Regions from separate parts of the Ovis aries genome. Here region 2 is linked to region 1. Evidence: chromatin contacts called from public Hi-C data. All regions are on one chromosome and are shown on one strand. The core of a region is the stretch at or near the end of the contact, and the rest is flanking DNA. Distances in the headings are between cores, read along the strand shown. Region 1 holds the start of ENTHD1 (ENTH domain containing 1). Region 2 overlaps FAM83F (family with sequence similarity 83 member F).

The links. Hi-C and Micro-C count contacts between places; a contact is called where the count stands out from the background.
Region 2: a contact with region 1 is called in a Hi-C map of mixed tissues, with 3 times the contacts expected there. The contact joins the enhancer-like site here to the promoter of ENTHD1 in region 1. A contact is called at or near these places in 10 of 16 Hi-C or Micro-C datasets (blood, hypothalamus, liver and 4 more).

Annotation. Positions count from the first base shown.
Region 1 is chr3:217,065,000-217,071,183 of ARS-UI_Ramb_v3.0, forward strand. ENTHD1 (ENTH domain containing 1) reads right to left here and starts at 2,928. Exons shown (of 6, transcript XM_027965865.3): 1 at 2,434-2,928. The coding sequence starts at 2,782.
Region 2 is chr3:217,210,354-217,216,537 of ARS-UI_Ramb_v3.0, forward strand. It overlaps FAM83F (family with sequence similarity 83 member F), which reads left to right. Exons shown (of 5, transcript XM_012175687.4): 5 at 1-275. Among named protein-coding and RNA genes, the nearest start is that of TNRC6B, 11 kb to the right of the region's middle. Within about 2 kb of position 2,893, at least 6 of the 54 cell types and tissues checked have an H3K27ac peak or open chromatin away from gene starts, as enhancers often do.

The sequences.
Region 1 (6,184 bases), core at 1,678-4,177:
GACCTCTAAATGGGTGAACTGTATGGTGTATGAATTTTGTCTCAAGGAAGCTGTTTTTTAAAGTAAAAAAAAAAAAAGAAAGAAAGAAATCAGCTCTCAAGCTATAAAAGATATAGAAGAATCTTAAAAGCATATTGCTAAGAGAAAAAAAAAATTCTGAAAAAGCTACATATGGAATGGTTCCAACTATATGACAACCTGGAAAAAACAAAAGTACAGAAACAATAGAAAGAACAGTGACTGCCAAGGGCTCAAGGCAGGGGAGAAAGGATGGACAGGTGGAACACAGGGCACTTTCAAGGCAGGGAAACTATTCTGCGCAGTGCTGGAGTGCCAGACACATAGCACCATGCAAAACCCACAGAACTGCAGAACACTCTGGGTAAACCGAGGACTGTTAGTTAATACTAATGTATCAGTACTGGTGTGACTGTAACAAATGTGCAACACTAGTGCAAGATGTTAGCAGGAGAGGCCACGTGTGGGTGGGGAAGGGCGTGGGAGCTCTACTTTTTGCATCATTTTTCTGTAGCCCTAAAACTGCTCTAAAAAAGACTCTATTTTTAAAAGGTATACTTAACAGAGACTGCACTGAATTTTATCCTCTTCTCATGATTCATAAGGCTATTACTTCAACAAATTATAATTTGACTTTAGATGGGAGGAAGTGCTGATTCTTTACCACCGCAGAACAATATCAGGCACTACTGAATCATCCCAGCGCAATAGCCTATGCAGCCTTTCCCTACTTCTCTTCCACCCCCGACAATATTACTTCATGACCTAATTTTCTGTATTCACGAAACTACTCCCATCATAGTTTCTGAAGAGTCCATAGTCTTTGGAAACAGTTTACCACACTTATGACTAAATTCCAGTCTAATTATAATTACAGTGACATTATTATATTAAGTTGTCATGCCTCTTGGTTTATTCACTTTGTTCTTTTTTTTTTTCACATGGCCATGTTAGTTTTATTTGGTCTAATTATACACTGTGTTTTAAAATATACAAGTTTATATAAAACAAAATAAAAATCATCTCTAGGGACTTCCCTGGCACTCCAGTGGTTAAGACTCCAAGCTTTCATTACAGGAGGTGCAGGTTTGATCCCTAGCATGGGAACTAAGATCCTGCAGGCCGTGCAGAGCAGCCAAAACAAACAAAAAAACACAACAGCAAAATTAAAAAAAAAAATCATCTCTAGTCCTACCAGGACCACTTGTTAAACTCTTATATAATAAACCTCATATACATAAATATAATTTTTTAAACAAAATTGGGACCACTGCATATTCTTTCTTCCATTTATTATCTCTCTCAACAAATAAATGTTGATGGTGCCTCTTCTGCTGAGAACCAGCAATGGGCAAGGTAGACAAAGCCCCTGCCCTCATGGAGCTGACATCCTCTGGGGAGAACTAGGCAAACATATTTACACTCCTCACAACCATCCTATGAGACAGACATTGTTATTATCCCAATGCACAGAGAGCTAAACTGAGGCCTCAGGTAACCTAATAAATTACCTTAGTATATACAGTTAGGCAGCAGCAGAGTCAGGATTCAACCCCAGGTTGAAAGAAAACCCTATTTGATAACAGACTCTGAGCTTTTAACTCATGAAAGAAATCTTAATATGATATCCTGTATCTTTATAAAATGGTACCAGGGGTAATAGTTTGGATTAGCTCCCTTAAATAACACATTTACTCCAAGGACATAGTTCTTTGACTTCAATCATCAAGCTTGCTCATGGAAAATTATTCATTGCTATTTTGTCATATGTAAATTAAGCAGGAACTCAAGTTCCACTTTTTATCTTTTTGGTGTACTTGTCTTGGTTTGCTTTTTTTTTCACTTTATTTTTTAAATCAATTTATTTAGACTAAAACAAAAATAGTTCACACATTTTCTTCCCTCCCTCCGCCTCTGACAACTGCTAATCTGTTCTCTGTACCTATAAACTTTTCTTTTTTTTAACTCCACATGTAAGAGAAATCATACAATATTTGTCTTTCTCTGTCTGACTTATTTCATTTTGCATAATGCCCTTGAGGTCCGAAAGAATGAAATCTTGCCTTGTGCGACAACATGAATGGACCTTGAGGGCATTATGCTAAGTGAAATAAGTCAGGCTGAGAAAGATGAATACTACATGATCTCTCTTTTATGTTCATTGTCTACGACGTGTCCTTTTATCAGGCACCTAACTGTGTTAGTTTCACACATCATTTTGAAAAATATATATACATTGTTTTCAAAGGCACTCAAGAGTCAACACAAAGGATTAAACAGGAAACCCAAACTGTCCCAGAGGAAAAGTAGCGCCTACATTTAAGAACTACTTTTCCCCATCCTCTGCTTTAAAGTAACCCCCTCCCACACTCTTACTCTTTACTAGCACACTGTATAAACTTCTTCATCTGGTACCTTGATCTTTTCCAGCTTCATCTACGTGTTGAAAATCTTTTAACGTTTGAAGGTTACGGTACCCCTCTCTGCAATGCTGAATAACTTTCTCTGATCCATTCTTGATGAGATAATCCATTAGGGTAAGGGATTTATACACATGGCGCCAGTTCTTCCCGTGGTCGTTGAGTCTCTGCCATAGCATGTTCATAATTTCAGAGAGAGAAATTGTGTTGAAAGTCAGGTCGCTGATATCTAACATTAGAGAACTGGAAGGACCCCAAGGGTCATTAGAAGTTGCTTCCCTGACTTTTATTTCAGCATCTGAGTAATTTTTCACAAAGTTTTTCACTTGCCTCCTGAATGCCATAGGTAAGACAAATCTGAAGGTGAGACGGGGGATGAAAGCAACAGAATAGTTGTTTGTGTCACTGGTTTACAGAACCCTTGAGAAGTAGTTGGCCCCCAAGTCTGCTGCTCCCAAATACAAATGACTAATCTCCATCTTGACAAGGCATCAATTTTCTGCAAAGGAATACATGAAAAAAATAAGTTAAATATTTTTAAAAAGTTTCCAGAAGAGCAATTCAGTCTGAAAAATCTAGCTGTAGTTTCCAAATCAGCGCCTCACGTACGTCAGTGAAAACTGAGGGGACCATATAAATGTTCCTAGGATCAATATGGGAAAATATCTCACGAGGGATTAGCCTATGTTATTTACAGAAACATAAGTGGTCTTTCGAGACCTAAAAGTTTCCATTGAAAGTATCATTGGGACTTCCCTGGTGGTCCAGCGGTTAAGAATCTGCCTGCCAATGCCAGGGGACATGGGTTCGATCCTTGGTCTGCGAAGATGCCACATTCTGCAAGGTAAGTAAGCCCATGTATCACAACTACTGAGGACTGCACGCTCTAGAGCCCGTGCTCCACAGCAAGAGAAGCCACTGCAATGAGAAGCCCAGGCGCCACAACTAGAGAATAGCCCCCTCTCACCAAAACTAGAGAAAGCCCGGTGCAGCAACAGAGACCCAGCACAGTCAAAAATTAAAAAAAAAAAAAAAAGTATCCCTGAACCTCTTTGGCCAGAAATAAAATTATTATAAAGCATTACAAGGACAGTGGACAAGAAAATGGAACTTGCACTGTGACATCTCAAGATTTGTTGTCACATAAAAATATGCTGTGTCCTGCGACTAATCAAGTGAAAACTGAGTCTTACAATCATCAACTGACCTTTGGTTCTATCCTTTTCAGAACTTACAAGTCATTAGAATCAAATCCAAATATGGTCTGTTTTCTTGTTAATCTAAAAGAAGGGAGGATCATCAGCTATTAAGAAATTGTCCTCAGTGGACTCCACATGTAACCCACGGCGCCCTAAACCAATATTTTAGTCCTGGTAAGGCTGGTAAGTTGAAGGAAAGGTTAAATTACTTTCTTTACTCAGCTTTAGAAAAATATTCCCTGATGAGCATCAACAATCTATAATCAGATTTTACTAGAGAAACTGCACACATACTAAAGAAAAATGCTAAAAATCCATAAAAAATGTACTTGCTATTTTTAGTTTTGTTTCTCTTCCTTGACCTTCTAATTTTTAGCTCAGGCTTGATTAATTTCTATGTATTTAAAGAAGACATAATTTTCAGAAGCAACCTAAATAAACTATCACTTCTTTTTTAAAAAATAAGAGAATAAGTAATCATTTTTGTTTTGGGTAAAAGTGCAACACATTCTCAAATAAATAAGATAGAAAATGTATCTGTTTAATTAAGATTTCTCCTAAAGAGACCATCATCAACCGTAGACAGAAAAAGAGAAATTGTGCGTTTTTACAATTTTCTGATTTTCTCTCCTGTTTGCACTTTGAATACAGACATTTTCATCTGACTCACTTCTACAGTGAAAACTCAACTTACAATGTGTTTCAATAAGCTATTAAAATTTTCAATCATGAGGGTTTTCTTTTTCTATTGTCCTTTTTTGCCCTCTACCAAGCTCACTCAATGCAGCGATGTACTGTGACATTGGCTTGGAGCAACAAATATTGATCTGTTTCTTCACAAGTCTATTAAAAAAAAAACAACCTTGTTAGAATCATAACTTGCTAGAATTGAACACAGTTGTTAATTTTTTTTTTCTTTTTCAAATAGCTACCTATGTATATTTTGGAGGGACAAAATCGTAATATCGAGGTTTTCTTCTATTCTTAACCTGCATTTTTAAATTAAAAAAATGTTTTCTTAGATGAAGTTTCTGCCACAGAAAATTATCTACATAATAGCCTTCCATCCAATAGAGTAGTTTACAATGGGATGTGCTGGACTTATAAAAATTAAATATATTCTTAACCATTCAAAAAACTAAAGAAAAATGTCTGGATAAGTGAATTATTATTATTTACTAACATACAGTACATAAGTGAATTAGTACTATTTACTAACATACAGTACACTGTGACATGAACACAGAATACATAACACACCATTCTACTACTTGAAATCTTCTCAAGCTAACAAGAAATTCATTTGTGTTCGTTGTAAATTAGGTTGGTTTATTATGTGTTTTAGACACCTGGCTATATGCAAACGCTCAGTTTACTCAGTCCTTCAAAAGTTTGAGATTGTAAATATAGTGATATAATATGAGACAAAAGTAGTGCCCAAGAGGATAAATGTTCACACCTGAATTTTGGCTGTCCGGCTATCCAAGTCTTTATAATATATAGGGAAGTAAGATATTTCATGTTGTAAATTTGGGTTTTCTCCTCTGAGAGGCCTTCACCCACCATACTTACTACTTAGGTCCTCCCATCATGCTCTTTTCAGACTCAGTTTATTTCCTTCATGACACTTATCAGGATGTATAATTACGTGTTTGTCATTTTCTCTTCGGCTTTCTCCACCACCAGATTAGAAACTCCTTGAGAGCAGCAACCATGAGCATCTTATCTATCAGTAAATCCTACTGCATAAACAGGTACCTAGCAGGCACTCAATATGTTGCATGAATAACCAAGTTGTAGATTGACTTTGCTTTGGAATAAACATGAATTTATTCTACAGCTTTGGGTTATAAATATGTCGTTTAAAATATAATCAAACCCTTGCAATTGTCAAGTAAAATTCTAATGTTTGCTTATGAATCTAGAATTAAAACGAGTTAATATCTAGCTTTAACTTTAGAGTTTTAAGCAAACATTTTCAAATCAATCAACAAGTATTTCTTGAGTACTTATTTTTATATAGCTTTGTGGAAGATATAATAAAACATGATACATACATTTAAAAACATCAGTTAGTTAAGGAGCTTTCTCCCTTCAACACCTCCAAGATAAACAAATAATGAGGTATAAAACATCCCTTAATTTTCTTACTCCATTTACCCACTTACTTAACTCTTTGATAAAGGCTGTTTTCTCCCCCAACTTTACCTGAATACAGGAGACTATTTAAGTTGCCAAGTGACATTAAACTACAGGGCCACAATCTCTTATCTGAAGCTTTGGAGGCCAGATAAGTTATGGACTTCAACCTTAATTGGGGGAGAGGGTATGAAAAACTTTTGAAAAGTAATTCCATGCCTACACTACATATTACATGATATCCACAGAAAGGTCTGGGGTAAGTAAAGAGGTCTGAACAATTAAACATCAACATGACTACAATAAAAATTTGCAAATATTGGTAATAAGTAAAGACGAATGGCTGTTTCAGTTCAAATCTTGTAGCTAGATAAGCTGGGGGCGGGGGTAAGTGGTTTTCAAAACTTT
Region 2 (6,184 bases), core at 1,643-4,142, 150 kb after region 1:
CTCACCTCTTTCCTTCTGCAAAACCCTGGGCACCGGCAGCACCTTGGGGAGGGTCCAGGTGCTCGGGTGGCGTAGACACCGGCAGGGGGAGCAGGGGAGCCCCGAGCATCCTCTGAGAGGAGCCTGGCCTCCCAGGGGGGCGGGAGGAGGGGCAGGGGAAGGAAGGGAGGACCTGGTTCCCGTGGTGGGTATGGGGCCGAGGGACCTGATCACCCCACTCCCTGAGCTTGTGTGAGGATTAAACACTTCCTGGGAACTGTTTCCTTATGCACCAAGCCCTGGCGACATGGCCCTGCTTGTTCTAGAGGGGAAAGGAGCAGGGAGGGGGCTACACCTCAGCTCAAAGTGTCTGTGGGGAGAGAGCGCCCTTGGTGGGCAGAGTGGACACCTCTGGAGGCCAGAGGAAGGGACTGGCTCCTAAGCGATTGCACCAAGGGCTGCCGTACCTCCCCTACAAGAAGAAGTGAAAGTGAAAGTCGCTCAGTCGTGTCCGACTCTTTGCGACCCCATGGGCTATCCAGTGCAGGGAATTCTCCAGGCCAGAATACTGGAGTGAGTAGCCTTTTCCTTCTCTAGGGGATCTTCCCAACCCAGGGATTGAACCCAGGCCTCTCTCACTGCAGGCGGATTCTTTACTAGCTGAGCTAAGCCCACCAAATCTTTTTCCTGTCTCCCACCCAAAGCAGGCCCAGTTCCCTCCCCTCCCCTGACATGCAGGAGGCTCCAGACTGGAAGTCCCAAGTCTCTGCAGCCTTGAGCCAGGCCGTCCGTCCTGCCCCAGCTTCTCGCTGAGCCAGCCCAGGGTGGTTCTCACTCTTTTCAGAGAAGCCAAGCGGGGTGGGAGACCACGTGTTGAGGAGGATGCAGCGCAGTGTCCTGGGAAGAATGCTGGCCTGTGACGGGACACCTCTCCCCGTCCTTACAGAGGTTCGGGTGAGCCGGGCTCATAGCTGAGGACCCTGGAGTCCTAAAAGCAGCTTGTCTGCCTGAGCTTCAGCCCTTCCATTCTGCCTCTCAGCTTCTCGGTTCCAGTATTTGTGCACACTTGGTGAAATATCCCCTCTGTCATCAAATCTCAAGGGGACATCTGGCCTTCCCAGCTGGACGGTAGGTTCAAGGATGGATCATGCCCTTGGTCCCTCTGCAGCAGCTTCCAGAAGGCTGGTGACGTCAGAAGGACTCTGGGAGGAATGGGGAAGAAACAGTGCTCTGGGTACGGGGCCTGGCTTCATGGCCCCCACCTCACCCTGATCGCCAAGCTGCCCACTGTCAGAGTGCAGTGTCTGTAAACTGAGTGCCACCAACCGGCACAGCCCCCTGAGAGGCCAACCTCGTGGGGGGAGCAGAGGCGCTTGAGGTCTGAGGCCTCGCCCCATTGGAGCGAGAAGGTGGGACCCCTGCACGGGGGTTGGGGGTGGGGGGCTTGCCCTTGACATTTGGCGAAACTTCCCAGTGTCCCTTGTCAGCCATCCTCAGGGTCTGTTTAGCCCTGATCCTTCAGGGGCGCTTTTGAGATGGTCTCAGCCAACAGCACTACTCTGCGCCTGTATGGACCCTAATAGAAAGGCTAGACCAAGAGGGCAGCCTTGAGATAGGGAGGAAATGGGACCAGAAGTAGGGTGGGGGCTGTTTTTTCTTTTTGCTGTGACTTTTTTTTCTCTTTTTAACTTATGAACACCTCCTATATGCCAGTCACCGTGCCAGGTGCTTCAGTTACCCCAGGGTCTCGTCATTTCTTTTTTATATTTATTTACTTATTTGGCTGTGCCAGGTCTTGGTTGCGGCATGCAGGATTTCCCCCCCCCCCCCCCCCGCCCCTGAAGGATCTTCAGTTGCAGTATAGGATCTAGTTCCCTGACCAGGGATCAAACCCCGGCCCCTGTATTGGGGTGGCAGAATCTTGGCCATTGAACCACCAGGGAAGTCCCACACTTACAGGTTTTGAACTAAGAAAAAATTCAGGGAAAGGCCCTTTGCAAAGTGAACAGGAAGTTTTCCCATTGTGAGCCTGGGGCCTCTCGTTCTGGAGACTGAGCCTCACAAAGTTGTGTGATAAGCAACTCAGCTCTTAACCGCTTGCGTTTTTCAGACCAGGAGGACACTGTTCACAGTCCCACAGCACCGCGGACCCAAGTCTGCTCCTCCGGCTCAGGGTTTCCTGCCTGCAACACTTGGGACCCCAGATTCTCTGCTGGGAGAGGGTCTGTCCTACACGTGGTAGAATGCCTAGCAGCGCCCCAGCCTCCCTGCTGGCTGCCGGTAGCACCTTCACAGCGGAAGCGTATGTTAGTTGCTCAGTCGCATCCAGCTCTTTGCGGCCCCGTGGACTGTAGCCCGCCTGGCTTCTCTGTTCATGGAATTCTCTAGGCAAGAATACTGGGGTGGGTGGCCATGACCTCCTCCAGGGGATCTTCGCAACCCAGGGATCGAACCCAGGTCTCCCGCATTGCAGGCGGACTCTACTGTCTGAGTCCCCAGGGAAGCCACAGCACCCTTCAGGTGAGACCACCAAAAGATAGCTCTGGAAGTTGCCAAGTGTCCCTGGGGGTTAAAATCATTCCAGTTGAAAAAGAGCTCTTTGAGCTCAGTTGAAAAGGCCACGTGCTCCTCCTCCCTGGGCTGCTTTCCTGGGCATATCTCCTGCAAAACCATTCCTTTTGTTTGACAGGACACTTTGGCCCAGAGACTGGTTGACTTGCCAAAGATTTTGCTTTCTGTGACTGACATAACAGCATCTTCCATCTTCATTCTAGTTACCTAGCTAAGATTGTCCCCGCCTTGGACTCCCCGGAACAGGTGTGTTTATGTGCCATATCTGTCTTACTCCACTCAGCCCTGCCACGTTTCCTCCCAGTCTGTTCCCCTTCCTTCAGTCTTGGTTAAAGTCCTACACAGACAGCACCGTTGGACATTACCTGTGTGTTGCCCAGCCACGTCCCCACCTCCAAAGGCAGCCAGGGCTGACAGCAGAGAGACATCCGCCCTCCTCCGCGTGGGCTGGTGAGGACTGCTCCTTGGGGTGCCGTGACACGCTCTGAGTAAACATTGACGAAGCCCCCTTAGCAGCTAATTAGCCCTGCCATGAGCTGTGCGTATAGTTTATTGCCTGGCTCTGCGCCCCGTCCCTCCCGCCTGGAGGACCCAGCGGCTGTCACTGTCATCGTCTGCACTGCTGTTGCAGCAGCAGCAGGAGGTGTGGTGCAGAACAGGCACCCTGGGTTCAGGAAGCTGAGCCAGGCCAGGGTGGAGAGGACGCACACCTTAGGAAGTGGTGGGGTGGATGCTGGCGTGTTCTCTGGGGCGCAGGGGTGGGGAGGCAGGGAGGAGGGCATCACTAGATCAGCCAGAAGGCTTTGAAAAGTTGGACAGGTCTGACTGACTCAACCCTCCTCTGTGAAGCTTCTGCCCTCCCGGCTCTGAAATGAGGAAGGCCCTGCCTCCCACTCCCCCACTCTATGCTGCCTGAAATGATACACACCCATTCTGTGCCTGGAGACAGGACGCCGTCTTTCTGCCTCACCGTCGTATCTGCAGTATCTGCTTAGTAATGACTCATTTGATGATTGAACACTTGACAGCCATGTGATACAGAGAATAAGTCAGGCTCATACATGTGGGTGGTGTCAGAGGCTCCAGAATTGACCATGACCTTGCAGTCTTTCTTTTTTGGTTCTGACGCACGGCATGTGGGATCTTAGTTCCCCCACTAGAGATTGAACCTGTGTCCCCTGTGTTGGAAGAGCAAAGTCTTAACTACTGGACCACCAGCGAAGTCCCTTAGACCTTTCAGTCTTATTCCTGACTCCTGAGACTGGACAGGGAAACCAAACAGAATTTAATTTCTTAAGGACTTTGAAGTCCTTCCTGATCAAATCCTCTGGGAAGGCTTTTCCTTTCAGCTTGTGTCCTCAGTGGACAGTCTTCATCTCCCAATGGCCCAGGTCTCCAGGCCTCTCCGGCTGCTCAGGAATAACCCTGTCTGCGTGCTTCTTGCAAAGGCTGACACGAAAACAGAGAAGATGGGCTTTGAGGTGAGGAAATGTGTCCACAGCCATCCAACAAGTCAAGGGCTCGAATCTGGTTATTCAGACCCTCCTAGGGCACTGTCACTGCATCCCACGGTCTCTTCCAGTGATAGCCACTTGTCTGCAGCCACTAGAAAGCAGCTCTAGGGACAGATGTCCATGTCGTAGGAGACCCACTGGGACCTGTTACGGAAGTCAGCAAATGCCTGGGGAGCCTAGAGGAGGAAGGGAGGAAAGGCAAGAACAGGCAGCATGCCTGCAGAGGCCACAGTCCTCTGGGCACAAGCATGGGAAAAGCACATCCCATCCCATGCTAAGAGCCAAGAACCATGCCTGGGGGCCCTCACTTCCCGAGGAGCAGCTGGACTCCCTGGCTCATCTCCTCCTGGAGGTCTTGGAAGCTGGGCGATTGGACAAGGAAAGGCATTTCACTGCGGTACCTGGAAGGCTTTTTTCATCTGTTCATTCAGTGGATATTTACCGCATGCCAGGCCTGAGGATGAATGATGAGCAAGGGAGTCCCTCGCAGATTTAGCATGGAGACCCATCTTGCTTGCTGTCATCTTCACTGAGGCTTGTGGCAGTGAGAGGACAGAGCAAAGGGGGCAGGCTTCCCCACTCTGGCACACATCAGCTAAATGACCCAGCAAGCTGCTCCGCATCCATCTGAGTACAACGGGGATACTCTTGGTACCATTCTGCTGAGGCCAGGCGGAGTGAAGCACTCAGCTCAGTGGCTAAGATAGATGGAGAGCTCCACAAGGGCTGATGCCTCTGGTGGTGTGACTCGGAGGGTGGGTGGGGGTGGGGGGTGGGGAGCATTTCCCTCCTGGGACATTCTCTTCTTGATGCTTTCCCCTGCTCCCTCCCGGGAAAATGGCCACTTTCAATGGTGAGTAGTTAGCCCAACACAGGCTTTCCCAGGTGCCTCAGGGGCAAAGAATCCGCCTGACAAGGCAAGGAAACACAGGAGAAGAGGGTGGATCCCTGGGTCTGGAAAATCCCCTGGAGGAGGAAAAGGCAAGCCACTCCAGTATCCCTGTGCCTGGGAGATCCCATGGACAGAGGAGCCTGGTGGGTTACAATCCATGGGGCTGCAAAAGAGTCAGACACGACTGAGTGAGCACAGTATACAGCTGGCACGTGAGGTTAAAGCCTGGTCCACCTGGAAGAAGTTTCCAGGTCTAGTTTCTCAAAGAAAGAGGAAGAATAGTTCCAGAGATGCCACGCGGCGCCCTCTGTTCAGGGCCAGAGCTCCTCGGTGCCCGCTCACCCCACCCCACCCCAGCTCTTGGCGTTTGTTACTTGCAAGCCTGCAATAGGGCCACCGTCTTAACTGGTTGTTCAAAAGTCCCAAACCTTTCTTGACCGATTAGTTTGGGGTAAAAAATTTTTTGTAAATGTTTGGCGACTCCTTCCTATATAAAATACAAATGAAACCCAAACCAAGGAAATAGCACATCAGACAGGCCTGCAGAACCTCCGGGCCAGTCCCGAACCCTCCATGACGCTCCTGACCCTCCCCAGCTTCCTTCTAACCCTTTCCGCGCACTTGCCGGCCACGACAACTGCCGGCGTCTCCCGGGCACGGACCGGGAGGAGCCCCAAGGCCGGCCTGGGTCGCGGCGCAGGACCGGAGGCTGCAGGTCCGGAAGGAGCGCCCGGCTGAGGCTCCGCGGGGCGATGCTGACCCCTGGCGGCCGCTCGCAGAGCCTCGCGTTTCTCCTGGGGCGACGAAGAGGGCAGAGGCCAGGGCTCAGCAAACTTCCTATAAATGGCCGCAGAGTAGATGTTCTAGGCTTTCAGGACATGGCGGGTAGAGGGTCGGTGACGACCACAACCGCTGCAGTAGTAAAGCCTGAAAGCACTGTGATTGCGAGTGGGGTGGCTTTCCAGCGAAACTTTGTCGACCGTGAAATTTGAATTTTGTATCATTTTTGCGTGTCACAATATTACCCATCTTTTCATTTTCCCACCCACTTTTTAAAAAATGTAAAAATCATTCTTATCTCAAGAGTTGTGCAAATATAGGCAGTGATTGGAGCTGGCCTGCAAGCCAGGTGGACCCCCGGCCACTTTGCTCCCACTTCCCAGCTCTAATTGCCAGCCGCCACCCCTGCGATTCTTCACTGCTCTGCCACTGCTCCGCCAGGAGGACT